Regions from separate parts of the Sus scrofa genome. Here region 1 is linked to region 2. The links are chromatin contacts, called in public promoter capture Hi-C maps. All regions are on one chromosome and are shown on one strand. Each heading gives the region's core, a stretch centred on a gene start, on an enhancer-like site or on the middle of the called end of the contact. The rest is flanking DNA. Distances are from core to core; before and after follow the strand shown.

The links. Promoter capture Hi-C pulls out the DNA fragments that hold promoters and counts their contacts.
Region 1: a promoter capture Hi-C map of fetal liver shows a contact between it and region 2, with 2.9 times the contacts expected there. The contact joins the promoter of LOC110256864 here to the promoter of ALKBH2 in region 2. A contact is called at or near these places in 1 of 5 promoter capture datasets (fetal liver) and 1 of 2 datasets of contacts at active chromatin or transcription factors (skeletal muscle).

The regions. Positions count from the first base shown.
Region 1 is chr14:41,991,062-41,993,761 of Sscrofa11.1, reverse strand. It overlaps LOC110256864, which reads left to right and starts at 1,382. Exons shown (of 2, transcript XM_021074058.1): 1 at 1,382-2,478. The coding sequence starts at 2,055. All of the region lies in intron 2 of SSH1 (protein phosphatase Slingshot homolog 1), which reads right to left.
Region 2 is chr14:41,759,175-41,761,919 of Sscrofa11.1, reverse strand. ALKBH2 (DNA oxidative demethylase ALKBH2) reads right to left here and starts at 1,493. Exons shown (of 4, transcript XM_005670740.3): 1 at 1,410-1,493; 2 at 387-807. The coding sequence starts at 663.

The DNA of each region.
Region 1 (2,700 bases), core at 133-2,632, 230 kb before region 2:
GCAGGGATCGAACCCGCAACCTCATGGTTCCTACTTGGATTCGTTAACCACTGCGCCACGACGGGAACTCCGAACCAATGAATCTTTTGTCTTTGTTATCTTAAGAAGCAATAACATTTACATTCAGCCTATAATTTAAAAAATTACAATAAAAGTTTCACTTTCACAATTTGGTCATAAAAAAATCTTCAGCAGAAATTAAGACTATAAACTTGACTGACTGTATTAGTTATTAATTACTGCCAATTATTTACAAACACCATCAACTCTGAAAACTACATATAAGAGACACCAAAATTATTAGCGGTGTTTTTGCAGGGGGTGGAGGGGTGTACCACCTATGATTTTCTTTCTACATCTTGTATCCTCCAAATTTGCCATATTGAGCAAACATTAACTTTTGTAAACGATTTTTGAATTTTCACCACTGAGGACAATGTTAGCTGTGGGTTTGTCATATATGGCCTTTGTGATGTTGACATAGGTTCCCTAATTTTGTCGAAAGCTTTTTCTGTTTTTTGTTTGTTTGTTTTTTGCCTTTTATGGGGCCACTCCTGTGGCATATGGAGGTTCCCAGGCTAGGGGTCTAATCGGAGCTGTAGCTGCCAGCCTGTACCACAGCCACAGCAACTCAGGATCCGAGCCGCGTCTGCAACCCACACCACAGCTCATGGCAATGCCGGATTCTTAACCCATTGAGCAAGGCCAGGGATCAAACCTGAAATCTCATGGTTCCTAGTCGGATTCGTTAACCACTGAGCCACGACGGGAACTCCAGCTTTTTCTGTATTTTTGAATTTTCAAAGTACTATAAAACACGTAATACTCTTCATAATGCAAAAAACATTTCACTTTTATTAATTTTATGAAGATTACAGCTCAAATTATAGAGAACTATCCAAATCATTCATTCTCTCTTGAGCAACCAATTAACATATTTGATTTGAAAGAAAAATCTCTAAGAAACGGAAGCACTTTTAAAAAATTATAGTTCATTTACAATGATGTGCCACCTTTTCTTTTTTAAGAAAGCAAATCAAGTCCTGATGAAAATACAAGGACATTTTCTGTAATATAAAACAGCAAGATCACCACTGTCCCAGAGAGCTAATGTTAATAAACATTCTCATCTTGGAATAAACAACTCAGCTAAGTCTAATACATAACTCCGGAGCTAAGAAAACTCACTGCATGGTCCGGCATTTAAGTCAGCAGCTCCTGGAATCAGAACAACGGTTATCTTCCATGCTAGTATGTCCAAAATAAAAATCTGTTCATTTTTCTGGTTGGATCCTCACTCTAAAAATCACGACTGCTCAAAGAGCAAATACTAAGGTTTTGGTTCAGCCTCTCCTATTCAGGCCTTTGAATTACTGACAACCAGTCCTATCTATTTCCTCACAGCAGCACTTGTGCTCTGGACCGAGCTTTGTCGTCCATTGCTACCTGTACTGCCAGGTTATCCTTTCCACTCTAGAAGTCTCGCCTTTGTGCTGCAAGTTTCAAGTGCTGAGGAGCTCAAGATTATACATAACCAAAGAAATGAGACACACCCTTTCTTTGAGTCTCACTCACCCATGGGAGGCACAGAGCTCTAGAGCATCCATCAGCCAAGAGAAAAATACAGGTTGTCTAGTTTTCACCAACTGCACACTTTTCCATCCCTGAAACGTGTCACCCTCTCCTTTCTTAAAGTCTTGCAACTGAGTTTGTTTTCAGAACTAGGCTGTTTTAGGTAGACACGGATCGCTTACTGCTTAGTCTCATCGTAATTTGAGAGAGCTGCCCAAGAGACTCCAAAATGCAGGAAACTTCAAACAACAATCAGTTCATCGAAGCAGCTGGGGGAAAAAAAATCTTTGCAAGGCATCCCAACCTTTTTTTGTTCATGAGTTTAAAAAAAAAGGAGGCGGGGGAATCTATATTGACCAGAAACCAGAGCCCTCTGGAAACAGCCAGCCACTGACAGTGACCTTAGCCTTGGAAATCATGGGCGAAAATTCCCCTCGGTTTCCCTTACATTTCCTTTCGGGGGGAGGCAACAAAGCAAAAGAATGGGCTGGTTTGATCCCGTGATCACTTACAAGGCCAGCTGTTCCCCAGTGTTCCTGAGGCTGACACAGTCGCAGAGCCTCCCAGCGACCTATGAAGTCAGGGGGCTATGTGGCTGGGGGCCTGGAACACTCTGCCTCTGTCTCTCTGAAGACAGTCACAGGCATTTACCGTCAGGAGCGAGGTCTGAAGCTGAGGGCAAGCTCCAGGAACACATTAAGGCCAGCCTGCGAGATGGCCGAGTCTGGGAGGCGGTGAGCGCGCCCAGCACGAGGATGACCGCACAGGATGACTTGGGGCTGAGAGGTCACGGCAGTCACAGGATTTATGAAAACAAGATGTGGATCTTCTTTAGGACCCTGTTTCTCGGCTTCTGTTCTGAGCTGCTCCGGGCCCAGAGCCTCCCATGCCCTCTGGATGACTGGTGTGAGTACTCTCCTGCTGCCAGGGCTCTGTGGGGCTGTCCAGGCCTCCCATACCGAGAGGCGCAGCACCCAACTCATCGGTCTCAAGCACCCATTGGGGAAGGAAGTCCTTCACAAACTCTGCTGTGGGGATGGCACTCATATTTACTAGGTTCTCAGGACAAGGAAACAACCCACTAAGCATCCATCCCAGCTATAGAAAGACCACCTTCTCCCCAAAGAC
Region 2 (2,745 bases), core at 244-2,743:
GTAAGCAATCTTCTTTCCAGAGAGAAGGTCAAGGAACAAAAACCCCAAAGACAACCAGAAACATCACTGGACCAACTGACATGTGACGTGATGACTCTGCAATGATCTATGGAGGGAGAATAATGCAGACACCTTAATCAATAACCCTGTCTTCCGAGCTAAACCTATAAGACTTGCTAGCCCCTCTCAAGGCAGGACACAGTTTTGAGGCGTTAACCTGCCGTGGCCGCCTCTGCCTGGCAAAGCAATACAGCTGTTCTTTCTGCTTCACCCAAAATTCTGTCTCTGAGACTTAATTGGTACCAGTGTACAGAGGCCACTTTTCGGACTACTCTAGTTTTATCAAACAAGCCTTCCAACACACACCCTGATCATCCTCTGCTTACCTGTAAAATACTCCACTTCTTTCTCCAACTCTTGGAAAATCGCATCTGCTTCAGCTTTGGCAAACAGGACCGTGTAATCGCAGTCCAGACCCTCGGCTCGAATGCGCCGCCAGCTGAGGCCTGCCGAGTCCACTCCATTCCCTGGGCCTTCTCTCCTGGGCTTTTTCCTGCTGTTTTCCTCCTCTTCTCCCAACCCTGCTGGGCCGCCTCCAGTCTGCTCTTGTTCCCTCTTTCCCCAAAGGCCCCCGACAGCCCCCTTCACCAGGAATCTGTCCATCCTGTCTCCACAAAGCAGAGACCCAGGAGCCAGTGGCCGGAGCCCCAGGCTCGGTCCCAAATGCCCAAACCTGCTATGCAAAGTGGTCCCACAGAGGCCTCCTTCTTGTTTTTAAGTTTCCATTTCCAAGTTTAACACCATGTCCTGGAAAGTGAGTAAGAGGATGATAAAGCTGGAGGGATCCCTGGGGTGATCTGGTGGCAGGCCACCTACACCTGGGTAGTTACCAGCATCAGCTGCTTAGCTTGCAAAAGTCGCTGTGCCTGCCCTCCATCTGCAAAGGTCCCAATTGTTAAGAAATCCCCCACCCCTCTACCTCCCAAGCTGGTACCCATGGGCAAATTTGCGAACTACCATCCAAACCCTTACTTTACACATGGGGAAACTGACACCAGGAGCGGGGTAGGGGTTTGCCCAAAGTCACCCAGAAAAGCCTGTCTCTCTCTCCCTTCCGCCCTGCAAAGGAGGGGTGTGGGGGTGGGGAGGTGGATCACTGACCGGTCCTCCCGCCAGTATTGAAAAAGGTTAAGTACTGGGATCCTTAAATGAACATGATTCAGAACCTAAATGTAATAACGGTTAAAGGTGGTCATACCCCCGCATCCTGGATTCTGATGGAAAATAAGAATTTTAACACGTGCGTGGAGTGGGAGTGGCGAGGGTTCTCTTTAAAATTTCAAAACCCTGGAAGCTCCGAACCCCGCAGACACTCTAGAAAGGGTTGGCAGGAAAGAAAAAACACTCACCCGGACCACAGAACTGCTTCCGGGGTAGATTTTAGCGGCGAACTGCGGGAAATGCAGGCAAATTTGCAAAACAAATCGGTGGGCGGCCTCTGGGCGCCCTCTGTTGGCTCTCCGGGCACGTTGCAAGCACCTCCTTGTTTGAGGATGACGTTATTTGTTCCGCCGCTCAGCAGGTTCACAGGTGGCTTGGGAGCTGTTGTTCTGAGTGGAGTCATCTCTCCCTGAGGATTAATTTGCTGTCCTGCCAGAGAGTTGGGCCACCGACTACTGTGGCAGGTGGGAGCGTGAATTCTGCAATCAGACCCTGTAACTTCCGTTTCTGTCTCCTCCAGTGTTAGTGGCAGGGCTCCTAGAAGTCACTTAACTTCTCTGGGCTTGAATTGTCACCTCTGTACAGTGGGAACCACAAAACGTATGCCACGAGAGCACTACGCAGATTAAATGAGAGGATGTGTGAGGAGGGCTTCTATGCTCCAAACAAATATCAGTTTTTTGGTTTTTTGGCTTTTTAGGTCCACACCTGTGGCATATGGAGGTTCCCAGGCTTGGGGTCTAATCATAGCTACAGCTGCTGGCTTAGGGCGCAGCCATAGCCAGATCCTAGACACATCTGCGACCTACAACACCATAGCTCAGGGCAATGCGGGATCCTTAACCCACTGAGTGGGGCCAGGGATGGAACCTGCAAACTTACGGTTCCTAGTCGGATTCGTTTCCGCTGTGCCAGGACGGGAACTCCCCAAAAGTCAGCTTTTATCATCAACAGTTTTGTTTACTCTCTCCTCCAATGGAATGGAAAGAGGCTGGGGCTTTGTTTTGAATCTTCTTAGTATACTACTCTGCAAATTTTGATGAACATACACAGTTGTCTGACCACCACCACAATCAAGGTCCAGAACAATTCCATCATCCCATAAAATTCCCCCAAGCCTCCTAGTTATCAACTCTTCCCCTTGCCCAGCCCCTGGCAACCACTGATGTATTTTGGGTCCCTAGAGTTTTGATTTTCCAGAATTTCTTGTAAATGAAATGATACAATATACAACCTTCTGTGTCACACATCTTTCACTTAGCCAAATGCTTTTAAGATGTATGCATGTTGTTTGCATCCATTGTTTATTCCTTTTTATTGCTGAGTAGCTGCCAGGGTACTTATGACCTACAGTTTGTTCACCCACTTGCCACTTAAGGGACGTTTGGGTTGTTTCCGGTTTGGGGAAAATACAAATAATCCACTCATGTATGAACTCTTGTGTGAATATAGTTTTTTTTTTTTTTTTTTTTTTTGTCTTTTGCCTTTTCAGGGCCGCACCCATGGCATATGGTGTTTCCCAGG